2 separate regions of the Capra hircus genome follow, and region 2 is linked to region 1. The links are chromatin contacts, called in public Hi-C maps. All regions are on one chromosome and are shown on one strand. Each heading gives the region's core, a stretch centred on a gene start, on an enhancer-like site or on the middle of the called end of the contact. The rest is flanking DNA. Distances are from core to core; before and after follow the strand shown.

Region 1 (4,425 bases), core at 38-2,537:
GTAGGCCCTGGGAGGCTCATGCAGTCCCCACACCACATAAAGTAGTTATCTTCATCTGCAAAGTAGAAGCCCCATTTTATTCCAGAAAGAAGCCGAAAGGTGGAACCTGACTGTATGACTGCAGCAAACCAGGTCTGGCCTCTCTCACTTTAACTGGGGACCTAGGGCTCAACGTAGCACTCTGGGGGGTGCTGTGGGTTGGAGATCCATGAACCAGGGCGGGTGGTGCACCCCGCAGCTCTTGGCTGTTCTGGAGCATCCAGGAACTAAGTGTGGGAAGATTCTGGCTTTGGCTCCCAACTGAGTTTGGAAACCTAATTGTGTTACTGTTCTGTTCTGGCACCAGAAAGGTGTAATTCCCGGTGGGAGGGATGAGCCCAAGGTTGATAGAGAGGTGGGGCTGAGGGGGTGGCTCTGCTGCTGCAGCGGAGTAGTAAACCAGTGGCTCAGATGGGCGTAACGCCTCCCAGACTAGGCAAGCACAGACAGGGTTGCTTTGACTTGGCCTAAGTCAGTATATAATGAATCCCCCAAGACATTTTGGCCTCAGCTGCAGGCAGATGGGAACCATGGGCAGACTTTTACCCATACGGGCAGATAAACCTTTTGATCTGGTCACTCTGTGTGTTCCTTCTGGCTAGTCTTTCTTTGCCCCATCGAGGTCAGGGGCGGCTTCTGTGTGTCTGTCCAGCGCGTCGCAGAGGTCCATACTTGGATCCATGGAATCTCCCTTTGCTCTCTGTGCTTTGGCAGGAATCACAGTCGCCACTGCAGGACCCCTCTGCAACTTAAGCAGCCTTGCTCTCGATGCTTTACCCCAAAGAGAAGGGCCTGGAGCAGTCGAAATGCCTGACGCTGTCAGGGCAAACAGGCGAGCGACTGGTGCAGCCTCAACTCCATAGCGCAGGGGCTTTCGCGTCGGGGTCACAGCTAGAATCGTCCTCCCCAGAGCCTTACTGGGAGGGAAGTAAAAACAAGACGTCCCGCCCGTACCCCAAATGTTACAACGGTATAGTTTCAATCCCTCCCTCCGCTTCCCGAGCCTAGAGGGTTAAATCAGGAGGGTACAACACCACCCCTTCCTCTTACTTCCCGCCTCCCCCACTCCACCCCCTTACCTTTAAAAAGTTAAAAAATGTCTGCAGTCGAAATCTCTTAAAGGGGCGGTGCTGGTGAACGAGTACACTTGGCACGAGTCTCTGAGAAGGCTGGCTAGGGGCGTGAGTTCGCTCCACCAGCACCAAAACACTGAAGAAAAAAAAAAAAAGAAAAAAAGGGAGAGAGAGCTCAAGAGAGGGGGGGAAAGGAAGGGAAAAAAAAGGGGGGGGGGAAGGCAGACAGACACACACTTTAGATAAGGACAATTAGTCACCAGCGAGACCCTGTAGGAAGAGAGGTTTAAATCAGAGGGATTTAATGAGGGTGCTCTCTGCCTTCCCTGAAGCCATGCCCTCCAGCAACTCCCGCCCCCCCGCGTGCCTAGCCCCGGTGGCGCTCTTCTTGGCTCTGTTGCTCCATCGCTCCCTTTCCTCCCAAGCTGGAGACAGGAGACCCTTGCCTGTAGACAGAGCTCCAGGTATGAAGGAAAAGACCCTGATTCTACTTGATGTGAGCACCAAGAACCCAGTCAGGACAGTCAATGAGAACTTCCTCTCTCTGCAGCTGGATCCGTCCATCATTCATGATGGCTGGCTCGATTTCTTAAGGTAAGGCAGGGGCTTCGATGGATCATTTTTTTTTTAAGGTAGCAACCCCCACCCCTTCCTATCCCCTCATTCCAAAGGGGGAAGAAGAAGAAGAAAATACACCAGGCGGATCTCTCAAAGAGAAGAAAGGTTTTCCTCCTCCAGGAATATTTGCTGTGAGGCTGTAACTGGTGATTGAGAAAAGCAATGTTTTCTATTAAGATGCACATGTTTGCAATGCAGAAGGCATTTCAGAAACTTATCAGTTATGACTGAAAAAATGTTGTGCTTACATATATCCACAATTAGCCTCCCGGACTCCTTCTGAAGAGAAACAAGAGATTCAGGGCAGTTACAAAAGCGAAAAAAAGGTCTCGAGCAACAAAGACCCGAGAGGAATGGGTGTGTGTGAGAGAGTGCGTGTCTGCATGTGTCTGTGAATGTTTAAGCGGGATTCGCACGAAAGTGGAGTTTTCCACGGAAAGATCGTTTCGTCAGTTCTCTCCCACTTCCAGACAGAGAATCAATCTAGGCAGAGGCTTGAGCGGTGGGCAAATTGGTTCGGATTTTTAATTTTATATCCTCTGCTATCCTCTCCAAACTTAAGGACGTTGAAAGATACTTTTAATAGACCGAATGGTCCCCTAGTCCCTCCTCCTTAAATCTGCGGTAACTGCATAGCTTAGTTTTTCTTGAAAGAAAGAAAGAAAGAACCCTCGCTGCGGTCATAGCGTATATAAGGAGAGCGGAAAGGGTCCTAGAAATACTCTAGGGATGTTTCGGAGGTCTGAATCTCGCACGGGTGGATTAGGAAGCCGGGAGATTTATAATTGTGGATTCTACATTACTCTAGGGCTTGGCCTCTTAATTGGGGCGCACCCTCTCCCCGGTTATTACTGTTCAGCAGTTAGGCAACCACGATCCCTTCACAACAGGGAGAGAGTTGCTTTGTAAAAATAAATAAAAAATAAATTGTCTACAATGTCGAATACAAATGTTGAGTTTTAAAAAATTCCCTCCAAATTGGAGCTAAACTGTGGGCTCCCTCGAAGAGCTCCGAGCGCGCTCAGTCTCACTTCTCTGCCCTGAGGCCGCGTCCGCAGTGCGTCTTCCGTGAGTATCTTTCACTCTCCGCGAAATTCGAGTTTGCTTCTAGTGTGTGCCCGCCCCTCAGTTCTCCGGGTCTCCCCTGACCTCGGCCGGGCGGGAGGACGCTGCAGGTAGCGGGAAGCGCACTTTGGGGCGTTTCTTCCACGTGGAGCGAGCGTTGCGGGAAGGCTGAGTCCTTGCTGCTGCGGCTGCCGAGGCCGTTTCGGTTCCTGCCGGCGCCTCGGCTGGGAGGGCGGGAACAGCTCTGCGCGGCCCGGATTCCTCTTCGGAAGCTCTTCCTGCAGCAGCGCGCGTCTTTGAGCTCGTACGGGGAGCGGAGCAGAGCGGGGCGGGGGTGGGGGGGTGCCGGAGAGGGGGGGCGACTACACTCCCTACTTGCATCGCGATTCTCCAGCTGCGCGGACTCCTTTGGAGTTCTTTTGCTTCCTATCTTAAAAACAACAACAAAACCTTTACTGTTCTCGCTAAATGCTTGCCGCAGAAAAGATTGTGGAAGGCGGCTTTTCGGGAAAGAAGCCGTGGCGGGGCGTATTTGCATTGGCTGTGCAGGCTTCCGGCTGGACGGTTGTTGGAAACGCCGGTTCGGCGGGGCCGGACTTGAGCGGTGGTCTCCTCTGCCAGCCGTGGGCCCACACGACGCCCGATTGCGCCCGCCTGGTAACGCAGTCCTGGAGTCCACGGCCAGGGGATCCTTCTCCCTACTGGGACTTCTCTGGGCGGCCACAGCTTTTGTCAGAAACTCTGAAACCGGAGTGTCCGTTGTCTCCCCGCCCCCCCCCCCTTTCTTATCCACCGCCTTCAAGATATTCTTTAGTACCATTTGGATTTGGATTTTCAGAACCTGAACCAGAAAAGCGTTAAAAATAACTTAGAAATCCGAAACTCAATAGCTGATGCCCTTAGCATTAAGCTCATCCTCATTGCTCGTTCTCTGCGCCTTCCCTAATTAGCGTTTGGCTTTTAAAAAACCTATTTATGAAAATCCTGAACCTAAATAGCTGTAAATGCCATTGTTCTGATGCTCTTCAGAGTCTGCTACGACGCGCACGTTCCACATTTCGGCAAACTTCACTTTCCTCAGAGCTTCCAAATGATTCCAAGTGGGAATGGAAAATGATGGAGCCCAACTGAGGGGTGGAGAGAAGGTCGTTACCTTTCCTGAGGTCTGGCTGAATTATTTCAGGGACCGAAGAGACATTGCTTTTACTGTGCAAGGCGGGTGTGGGGAGTGTTCTCAGAAAGACAAGGATTTGGGAGATGCATGCAGTTGTTATAAGGTAGTGGAAAAGGAAAATCAACTGGCGTTGGAAAAAAAAAACCTTGATGTCAGGTGCCTGGTCTGAGAGAAAGAAGGCGGGTTTCACCTTCTGCATAGAGGTTGAGGTTGCCCCTGGGGCAGAGGAGGCAGATTCCCTCTTTCAGCCTAGAAGTTTGGCAAAAGTCGGAGCCCGAGGTCCCTGCGCTGCGCGACTCCTTTCGGAGCGCTTTCCCGGCAGGGGCTGAAGCCCAGCAACTGCGCCTTAGTCCCGTATTCTCAGCAGAAGCGTACCCCCACCTATGCACACACTGTTAACAAACAGTCTAATTCTTTGTAAATACTGCCGTCGGTGAGCACCGTCGGGGTGCCAGA
Region 2 (4,777 bases), core at 1,511-4,010, 680 kb after region 1:
GAGGGCCTGAAGTCCAAGTAAGTCCCAGCCCAGAAACAGCTTAGGAGGGAGTGCCATAGGAGCTGGATGTGGAGGGAGTTGGATGGCTGCTTTGCTGAGGGCACCAAGGTTGCTGCTAATTCACCCAGGGACTGCTTACTCCCTTTAGCACCCTGGACAAGCCCTTCCCAGCCCCTCTAGGCTTGGGGTCCCCAACAATAAACTCAAATGATGGACTAAACATATCTCAACAAGGGCATTCTTGGTATCTGGACTATGCATTATGCCAGATGATCACATTTCAAGCTATTTAGAATCCCACTAAATGTTAATAGTGCCCCCAGTCATATAACAACCAGAAAGAGTAGTAGTTAAGAACCACGTCCCTTCCAGGGGTAGCATTCTATACTACTGTAACTATTTGTCAACATCTACAAATCTTGTGAGATAGAGCACCTCTAAAGGACAGAGCACCGGACAAAAATCAGAAGTTCAGAGATCAGGAGTCACTTCTAATAAATTAAAAATTTGTATTTAACTAAAAGATTTAATTGGGGATTAATTTGGATTAATATTTAATTTAATTTAAAAAATAAATGTGAATAAAAACTTGGAGAAAGAAATAAAATACTATAAGAAAAAAATAAAAGTCAGTTCTGCCCCAACTTTATAACTTTGGGCACTTCTCCTCTCCAGAACTGTTTCCTTATCTTTTCTGGGAGCTCTGCAGTCTCTTCAGACTCTGTAATGATATGATTCTGTGACATCTCTATTGCCCTCAGTCTCATCTAGAGACTCTGGCAGCGCTGACCTCTACCAACAGAAAGCAGCCTAAGGCCACCTCATCCTGGAGGGAGGCCTCCCAGGAAGGACATGAGTGCTGTACAGACTGGGAGCACTCCCATTCCACTTTTAATATTTACCAAGTTTAACAAAGCTGTAAACTTGGAGCAGGTGGCTTGAACTCCCACAGCTGCCCACAACTATTCACGCTGTAATTGTTCGCCATTTCACTGCAACCTTGGTGGCTTGCATTTGGTTTCCAACTATATGCTATGGGAACAAAACACAATCTGGGAAGTCACTTACTGAGTCTCTTTAGCCCACCCTGCATTTGTTATTTGCAGCCTGGGTTCACAGACTGGCTCTTTTTCCTGGCTGCATGTCCATTGCTCTCAAGCCTACCTATCCCAGCAGAACTCTCGAGTATTTCATCCCCTCTCTCCATTTCCCCGTAGTTCACGATTGGTGTGCTGAGTTTCTGGTCTTCATTCTAGGCAGAAGACGCTGTTCTGGTTCACTAAATAAGCTGGGCAAATCCTTTAGTCCTAATCCCTAGGCCTCAGTTTTCTCATCTGCAAAATTCAAGAGTTATATATATGGCAAAGTCCCTTCCAGCTCTAAAATTCTCATCCAGGTCTAATCTTCTGAGGCCTGTGTGCTTAACTCTTGCACTGCCATTCAGTCGTGACCTGCAAAGTCACATCCTGCAGAGAGGTGACTCCACAACAGTGATTATGATAGTTCAGGGTCCTTTAGAACCCAAGATGACTGGGAGCTGAGCCTGCCCTGTGTCCAGAAGACCACGTGTACCGCGTGGAAGAAACTAACCAAAGGCCTTAGTCTAACAGGCTAAGGTGTCAGTCCCTGCTCTGCCACTTGCTGGCTTTATGTCCTGAGGCAAGTTCCTTGAACTCTGTGAGCCTCAGTTTCTTGAGCTGTGAAACTTTTTCCATGGAGAGGAGCAAATGAAGTCTTCTGTATAAATTTCGTGACACATAGTAAATGCTCAGCAAATACACATTGCCTTCCTTTTCCTCACTCAGACCTCTAGCCAGCTGGGGATGAAGAGAAGAATAACTGCTCTAAGGATGTTCTTCAAAAGTGGCCTCTTCTTAGACTTTTAAGATAATATGTGGATAAGACATTTGTTAAGATTATGATAAAAAGAAATGATAAGACTTGCATCAACGCAAAACCATGCAGAAATGATGGCAGGTGGCATCATTTTATGAGCTTGTTTCTCCATCGCCCAAGGGCACAAACCTCTAACCCTGTTTGCCCAACTCTACATCTGCCTCCAGGATTACAGCTCCGATGTCTGAACTGCCCACGTCCTGGCTTCTGTCCTGCCTCTGTCTGTAAAGTGACTGAAGTGCCTCTCAGAGGCTACGGATATGCTGCTTTCCCAGTTATGCTGTCTTGTAGCTCACCTTGTCCGCATATTGTTGAGGAGCTATGTAATGGCTTTATTAGATTGTCAGAGAGGGACAGGAAAAAGAGAATTTCATTCCACAGGGGTCCTGAAGAGGAATTTGGTAACACCAACTGAAATTAAATAGCAATGTCATGCAATTGTAAGAAGAGGGAGTTGGAACCAGAAAGTCTGGCTATAAATCCAGCTGCTACCATTTACCTGTGTGACCTCAGCTTGCTCACCTGTCAGACGAGGTTATTGTGAGAATCAAGTTAGAGTGTATGGGTGAAATGAAGCCTTCTACAAATAAAAATTTCACACATCCATGCATACAGATACATATATAACCACAGACACTCACATATGATTATACCTATATTGTATTAAAGAGAGTTTGGAATTGAAAGTCTACAGAACTGGATTCCGGCCCTAATCCTGCCACTGCTTCACTGTGGAACCTTGGGCCCTTCACTCCTCCAAGCAGGCTCCTCTTCCTGTGAGCTGCTGCTCATTTAATGCCTCTCTCATTCTAGAGAGGACGCGCGGCGCCATCTCTGACTGCAGGCTGCCAGACAGGGACGGCTGTGTGCACGCTCAGCGCCCACATCCCGCTGTCCCCCTCAGTCACTGCTAGTGGGAGCAGGAGCCCTCGGTGGTCTGGGATGCGGGTCTCCCAGGAAAGGTGCCGATTCAGTGCAGCAGGCTCTGCAGGAAAGGATGAAAGGAAATGCTAGGAAGTGATTTCAGCCTTGGTGTCTCCTTCTCTGTTTTATAAGCCTCTGGGGCCAGATTCTGTGTTCTTGGCCTGCTAATTCCTGCTGTCACCTGAAGCCATGTTAGTCCAGAGCAGGGATGGAAAGCTCTGGGAACCTGTAGCTGCCCCTGTCGGTAGCAACCAGGAAGAGGATATAAAGCAAATCAGTGTGCCAGTCAGGCTACCAGTGGGGCCTTTTGGCCTGGGGCTTTAGGAGTAGGGAGATACTGGCAAACTTTTTCAGTTAGTAGAGAACATGGGGTAATTCTTCTTCTCTTGGAATTGCCATCAAGGCTGGAAATAGTTCAGATCTTTGAAAGGGTAGTGGCATGTGAACTTGGGGAACTGGGTCGTTAGGTATTCTATAGGTAACACCCTTGAGGCCACTCAAAAGCCATAGTCCAGGCATCCAGGTCCTCAGTGAAGGTTCCTGTTTCTCATCTCGGTGAGCAAACTAGTCAAGAGACTCAACACTCAAATCTCAACTCTTTAGGTAAGAGATTATTCTCACTCTGCTGCTGCTGCTGCTGCTAAGTCGCTTCAGTCATGGCCGACTCTGTGCGACCCCATAGATGGCAGGCCACCAGGCTCCCCCATCCCCGGGATTCTCCAGGCAAGAACACTGGAGTGGGTTGCCATTTCCTTCTCCAATGCATGAAAGTGAAAGTGAAGATGCTCAGTCGTGTTGTGACCCCATGGACTGCAGCCTACCAGGCTCCTCTGTCCATGGGATTTTCCAGGCAAGAGTACTGGAGTGGGGTGCCATTGCCTTCTCATTCTAGGAACCAGATAAAAAGTGAGTGCCCTGTACCCTATGGGATAGAACCAGGGAAACTTAGAAAACTGCAGTATGGATCAGAGAAGAGTGTTCTGTGTCTGGAGTATATATTCTGCAGGGATAGCTGAAGAAAATGGAGAGATTTGATTTAGACAAGAAAAATAAGGTAACCTGTGAGGACTTTCTCTGGATATCCAAAGGACTGCTAAGTGAAAGGAAACAGATTTGGCCTAGGATCCTCTAAAATGACAGAAAACCAGGGACTACAGTTTAAAAGAGAAAGAGCTCACCACAAAATGAGCTCATTTTTCAAAGGCTTGCCTGGTTTAACTGGGGACAGGACAGGCTTCCTTAGGAGGTAGACTATTAATCAAAGAATGAGCAACATGGCCATCTCAGGGGTGCTTTAAGATTCCTTACTCAGTGGGAGGTTGAGGTGAAAGATTACTGCTTCCCATCAAACTCTAAGATTCTATTATTCTCTTCCATTCCCCTCCCCTCAACTCCCACTTCTCTTTTGGAGCCTATAGTCTCTATGGTCACCAGGAGAGTAGCTTCTTCAAGCCATCAAAAGGCCACACAAAGAAACGATGCTATAAGAGAAAGTGGTGGTAATATCAGACCAGTTCTTTTCCAAAAAATCTCCAGCTGCAGGTCCTTCCCCTGTCGTTTTCCCTGCTTTCTCATCTTTCTGAAGGGAAGACTAGCCATAGCCATTCACATCTCAGACAGTAATCGTTCCCCCACTAGGTAAATCTAACAGCACCTTTGCGCAGCTCTACCATCCCCTAGGGAAACTGTCCAATGCCTCACGTGATCACAAATCAGTGAGCATCATCCACTAGGGAATCATCTCTCCCAAGACATAAATATCTCCAATGTCCTTCAGCAAACAGGAAGGCAACATAAAGTTGGGCCAAAGAAGGCAAGTTGTATCAAAAAACAGGAGGACTCAAACCAGGACTCTGTAACAACCTAGAGGAAGTAGGATGGGGTGGGAGGTGGGAGGGAGTTTCAAGAGGGAGGGGACATACATATACCTATGGCTGATGCATGTTGATTTGGCAGA

Evidence for each region. Hi-C and Micro-C count contacts between places; a contact is called where the count stands out from the background.
Region 2: a Hi-C map of blood shows a contact between it and region 1, with 6 times the contacts expected there. The contact joins the enhancer-like site here to the promoter of HPSE2 in region 1. A contact is called at or near these places in 2 of 5 Hi-C or Micro-C datasets (both in blood).

The regions. Positions count from the first base shown.
Region 1 is chr26:31,383,256-31,387,680 of ARS1.2, forward strand. It overlaps HPSE2 (inactive heparanase-2), which reads left to right and starts at 1,288. Exons shown (of 12, transcript XM_005698313.2): 1 at 1,288-1,706. The coding sequence starts at 1,417.
Region 2 is chr26:32,059,756-32,064,532 of ARS1.2, forward strand. It overlaps HPSE2 (inactive heparanase-2), which reads left to right. Exons shown (of 12, transcript XM_005698313.2): 11 at 1-17. Among named protein-coding and RNA genes, the nearest start is that of HPS1, 36 kb to the right of the region's middle. Within about 2 kb of position 2,761, at least 1 of the 5 cell types and tissues checked has an H3K27ac peak or open chromatin away from gene starts, as enhancers often do.